2 separate regions of the Zea mays genome follow, and region 2 is linked to region 1. A link is a contact called in public Hi-C data. All regions are on one chromosome and are shown on one strand. The core of a region is the stretch at or near the end of the contact, and the rest is flanking DNA. Distances in the headings are between cores, read along the strand shown.

Region 1 (2,888 bases), core at 199-2,698:
TACTATGTGTGAGCATTGTACCGCGTGTGGTTTTCTATCGTGTGTGTGGTTTCCCACTGGCATTCTGTAGTGTAACGACTCTTCTATCCACGATGCAATGGCCTATTGGTAGGCAACAAGCGGGGGAGTTACACGTTTCGCACGTGACGTACGGTCCACAAAACTGACATTTTAGAGGAGTAGAGATATGTAAAGGATCAAGAATGATTTTACTCGATACAATTTTACTCAATACACGATGCACGAACCATTCTATTGCCATCAGACCTGTGCTGTCAATATGTAAGCTCTTTTATAAGTTGACAATTCAAGAGCAATATGTTTGGCATGTAGTATATATAGCACAATCCCAAATAAATAAATAAAGGACTTGTATATGGGGCAGCTGGCAATAGCCTTTTCTTTATAAACAACACGAGCATGGTTGGCACAGTACTTCAATGCTTCCCAGCCGTCTCCTCCTTCCGGCGGCCGCCGGGTTTGTTTGGTGGCCCGGTGGTTTGTACAGAAACGACATCTTGCACGCACACCCCCGCAATTACTGCTACCAGCGCCAGCCAGCACGTACTTTCCAGGTCTATCTCATCCAGTGATTCTGCTGAAGATAGAGTATCGATATCGATTTACTACTGTAACAGATTTTGCTCCCGGCCGCGGTACAGCAGCACATGAACGGAAGAACACTGAGCATAAAGATTTCCATGTCCAGAATATATTAACGTTCCGGTACAGTGTAGTACGGTACTATCATGCAGCCCCATGCATCGAGTAAAAGACTTGAACTTTTCTAATGTCCATTTGACCTACGGAAATACATCTCTTTTCCCAGTAAACCTGCTTATGTGTGGAGAGAATTAAAGTAAACCTGCTTGTCAAGTGAATTTGAAAAAATAGAGATCGCGTCCAAAGAAGAGATTTTGTTTCGTATAGTATTCTATTAAAGTACACCTGGCTAATATATGCTTCATTCTACATACATAGTGACGCAACTCACCTATAGAATACAGGGTAGTAATAATAAGTATTATATATTGCCTCTCCGTCTTTAAAATAAATGCGCAAATCACCTACAGAAGAGTTCTAGATTTTATAGTAAATTTATTTAGGGATATAAATATCAATGACATCTCTTATATAGTACTACTAGCTAGACTTAAAGAACATTTGATTTCTTATTCGACGAGATTCAGTCTTATTTGGGATCGAGGATGTGTACGTATCAAGGAAAAAATCCAGTGAACGCTACACACGACAGATTCTTTTCTAATAAATGCATGTATGTGCGAGAGTACACCAATAGTATATCATTTGTTGTGCTGCTGACATTTTACGGCACGAAATACTGTGTTACAATTTTAAAAAAAATCCCGGTACAAAGTAAAAGAACAACTCAAACATGACTAGAGCATTTATACGAATCCCACCTCAAAACAAGCAGAATGCCACACGAGCCTACCCAGTCAACTGCCGCGCCAAAAAAGAAAACATTTCTGGACTGCGTAGCAAAGTCGACACCTGCACTAGGACTAGGGGAAAAAAATGCAGGCCCTCCTTCTCGAAGCTATAATCAATCCAAGGGTTCGGTTCGTGCAGCTCCTTCGAGGGTCCGATTCGCAAAAGGGCCCCCCTCCCCCCCACAGCGCATCAAATTTATTGCACTGCTCTGCTGCCTCTCATGAATGGCGTTTATTTAAGTCTCCACCCTCCGCCCCGGGGAACTCTTTTCTGTGTATCGCGGAATTTTTTGGGTTCTCGGGCTCCGCCGCGATCCCATCCCCATCCCCGCCTTGCCGTTGCCGTTGCCGGCCCCCCCGGTTCTCCCGGAGCTTTCTTTCTGGCCGGCGCAGTAGAGAAGCAAGACAGAATTGCGGCGGCGCCTGCCCGCGCAAAGGTCAGAGCTCCTCCGATCCTCCGCTCCGTCTCCTGTTCTCTGTCTTCTTTCTTGTGGATTGTGGTGCTGTGCTCCGTCGCCCAAGGCTGCACTCGTTCTGCGTGCGAGTGAGGAGTGGGGGAGACTTTTTCTCTTGGGCTTGTTCACCTTCCCATGTTACCCGCTTTTTTGTGTGTTTTGCTCTGTTATTGTTTCTTCAGAAGCTCTGATCTGAAGAGCTGGTAGATGAGTGGTAGAACCGCAGAAGAAGTAGCATTCGACATGCGTGTTTCATGATTCTGGTTTGGAGGCGCATCGTTCTTGTTACGACAAAAAAGAGGGGAAACAGAGTCTTTCATCCAAACCTTTCCTCTTGTTTGGTGTGTTGTCCATGCCTGCACTTGCACTGCACGTAGTTACTGCACTGGGCCGCACGGCCTGATGCGGCGCAGTTAAAGCCACGCCATCAGAGTCCGGAGCTGGGGAGTGGTGGATGAATCGGTGCGCGGTTGGTGGTTTCGCTCATGTTTCCCTGTCCGTCGTCCTCCTTGCTTGCCTGGTTCTTTCCGTGGGGGGAAAGGAAGAAATCAGGCGTGCTTTGTCCTGTGATCCAACCACGTCTCTGTCTCCCTTTGCTTCCTATGGTATGGTACCGTACCGCTGCTTTGTTCCTTTCTCTGTTCCTGCCGCTATGCCTGACCGTCTCTGCATCGTCGCGTATAAAAAAAAACTGTTCGCTTTAGTATACGTATTAAAAGCCAAAGGAACAGTCTGTTAGCTGTATGCGTGAGTCTTCCTGGAAAGGCTTGATTTTTGGTGTGTCCAATCCAAATGCGACGGAGTTGTTGGTCACGGGCAGGTCGTTGCCTCCTCTGCTTTCGCTCTTCAGAGTTTGTGTTTTCTTTAGCGCTCTGTGTTCGCGACATGGTTTCGTCTTTCGATTTCTTTTTCATCCTTCTTTTTTTTTGGGTGTCTCTGAAAGGGTGTAAAGTGTCTGGTTCTATCAGGACGCTGCGAG
Region 2 (3,058 bases), core at 4-2,503, 360 kb after region 1:
GTTTCTGTGTAACATTTTTTAGTTTGTACTTGGGATAGTGCACCTAAAAAGCTATCACCTGTTGATGTACACATATCCCCCCATGAGGCAAGTGCAAAGAAGTCCTACGACGAGCACTGCATCTGGATTGATAGGAGCACGACCTTTCCACCAACCAGTGCTCAGTATCCAAGTGTACATTGTAGAATGCCCATTCTCCTGCAGCAGTATAAGTGTGTAACATGACTCAGTCGGGTAAAATGACACATTCAATCCCAAAGCATCAAAGGGAAAGGTTCATTTGTGATCTGAACAAATTTTACTTCACATGCAGTGCAGAAACATCATGCCAGTTGGATTAGTTGGGTATTTCTAGAACAACTTGGGTCCAACTGTCCAAGATGTCAAGCACACACTTTTAAAGTTGGGACATCAATTCTAAGCTGATACATCCCATGTTCACGAGACATTCCTTGCCGACTTCCGGTTGACAAAAAATCCAAACTACTGAATGCTCACCTCAAACAAGTGATCCAAGAAAAAGTGGGAGAGCGAGCCGGCAGAGATCAGCAAGAAACACTGCCTCTTTCTTAATGGTACCTGCAGCAGCACCAAGCCACCAAGATTAAACAAATCAGGCACGCAACACTAGATTGATACAGAGGCGTCTGGGCTGCGAAGCTACTCAACACTATTCTGCAACAGAGGATTAAGATAACGCGGCATTTGCTAAACTAGAATGGCATTGGCACCAAGTTGCTAGACTCCGAACGCAGCCGTACCGAACAGTAGATTAAAAAAAGTGGGAGGAAGCAAACATAGCAAATCCAACGCGGCGAAAGAAGGATTCATGAGGAATTGGAAATTCCGGCACCCACCCCGGAGGGAGAGTCGAGGACGCCGGCGCGAAGCAGACGGCGGGAGAGCCAGGCGTAGGCCCAGGCGAGCGGGAGGCCGAGGAGGAGCGGGTAGTAGAAGGGGTGGTGCACGGCGGCCATGGCGAGGTCCCCCGCGGCGGAGGCCGAGGGGAGGAAGGAGCAGAGCCACTCGGCGAAGGAGCCGAGGTCCGGGCCGAGGAACGCGTTCGCTGCGTAGACGGCGCAGTGGTGCGGCCCGAAGCGGCGGTCCGGGCCGGCGAGCCGAGACAGCGCCGCACCGCCCGACAGAGCGTACAGCAGGTGCGCTCCTGGCCCCGGCATCCCGCTCCTTGGCCGCTGATGAGCTGGCTCGGTCACCGCCGGCAGACGGAGGCGTGGCGCGCGGTGTGGTGTTTGTTTGGTGGTGGTGGGAGGAGCAGTAGGCGTAGGGCGGCGGACTCGGGACACGATTTTCTGCTTCTCTGGAGGCGGACGACGAGGGTGGGTTCTGGTTTGGTTTTCTTTGCGAGCTTCTCGCCTTCTCCTGTCCGTACTCCGTAGTCGTCTCGCGGTCTCGCCTTCGCGGTTTCCTCTTCTCCCGCTGTCACCGCGAGACGCCCATGTAACGGTTAACGGTCACGTGTTTGGTTGAACAACGACCTGGACTCAACCCTGGTCAGCACTCAGGTTAGCATGTGCTGCAACCTGCAGGTTCTAATGTAACTTGGACCACTAATTGTAGCTGTTAGGATCGCAGGTGGGAACAAAAAGGAGACATAGAGTTTAATATGGAAAGAACTCCTCGAATGTGGAGGAGAAAAAAACCACGGGAAAACAGATCTATTATATGTTGTTCAAGTACAGGATACAAGGGAGACTTATTTATATAGGCAAAGTAGATAAAGATAGGGTCACATGATCTTATCCAACAAGATAGAGATAAGATCACATGATCTTATCCAACAAATATCCCCTTGACGCTAATCTATAAAACTGTTTTCTCAAACACTACTAGGATGCTAAATTTGAATATCAATCAAGTCTAAGGAATCATTAGACTTGGAACTGGAGCACGGCTTCATATCATCAAAATAACCTCTCTTCTGGAACGCAATTGAAACAGCTTCAGCATCAACTGTTGAACATTGCAAGTAATAGAGATTATTCAAACGGTTGCCCTTCAAGATAATACGGTTGCCACGATAAACCTTAAGAACACCATCAATAGCAGCAAAATTGAATCTCATTGCTTCTAAAGTGCTCAAAGAAATAAGATTTCTCTTCAATTTTGGAACAAAACGGACATCGATAAGTTTCTTAATACTGCCATCATGAACTTGGATATAAATAGAGCCGATTCCAATAATCTCACATGTGGATCCATCTCCAATAACATCCTTACCAGCATGAGACTGAACATAATCAGAAAACCAATCTCTATGTGAACAAATATGAAAAGTGCAAGCGGAATCGAGAACCCAAGAAGAGCACTTTTCAACAGAGGCAACAAATACAGTTTCTCCACTATCCAAAGTTTCAACAAAACTGGCTTCAACAGAAGACTTATCCAATTCTTTTTTCTTTCTCTTCTCTTTATTTCTCACCTTAGGGCACTGAGAAATATGATGAGTATTTTTCTGCAATAAGGGCAATAAAGGTTGGATTAATGATTTCCAGATCCTTGAACAATTAAACCTTCACCTTTGGGTTCAGAACGAGAATCAACATCAAATTTTTCTTTGGACAATAAATTTGACTTAACATTCTCAAAGGACAGTGAAGTATGATTACCATAAAACATAATTTCTTTAAAATGCTTAAAAGAAGGGGCAATGAGACTACCAACAAAATTGTCTTATCTTCATCATCTATCTTCACATCAAGGCTCTCAAGGTCCACAATAATTGAATTAAATTTATTAATATGTGACTGAATAGATGTACATTCTGCCATACGAATAATATAAATGCGCTCTTTGAGACGGAGCTTATTAGCAAGACTCTTGGTCATATATAGCTCCTCCAATTTGTTCCACAATTCTACTGCAGATTTTGCATTCATTACTTCACGCAGAACATCAGGAGATAAACTGAGTTGTAAGGCGGACAAAGCTTTTTCATTAAGATCTTCCCATTTATCATCAGTTATATCAGCAGGTCGCGATTGTAACGCTTTTGGTACACATAACTGAGTAAGAACAACCTTTATCTGAATCTGCCAAA

What was found. Hi-C and Micro-C count contacts between places; a contact is called where the count stands out from the background.
Region 2: a Hi-C map of ear shows a contact between it and region 1, with 2.8 times the contacts expected there. The contact joins the promoter of LOC100278581 here to the promoter of LOC103646343 in region 1. A contact is called at or near these places in 4 of 25 Hi-C or Micro-C datasets (ear, endosperm, leaf and 1 more).

Annotation. Positions count from the first base shown.
Region 1 is chr2:41,781,391-41,784,278 of Zm-B73-REFERENCE-NAM-5.0, forward strand. LOC103646343 reads left to right here and starts at 1,449. Exons shown (of 5, transcript XM_008671075.4): 1 at 1,449-1,891. The coding sequence starts at 1,540.
Region 2 is chr2:42,144,749-42,147,806 of Zm-B73-REFERENCE-NAM-5.0, forward strand. It overlaps LOC100278581, which reads right to left and starts at 1,254. Exons shown (of 4, transcript NM_001165648.1): 1 at 858-1,254; 2 at 499-579; 3 at 59-198. The coding sequence starts at 1,178.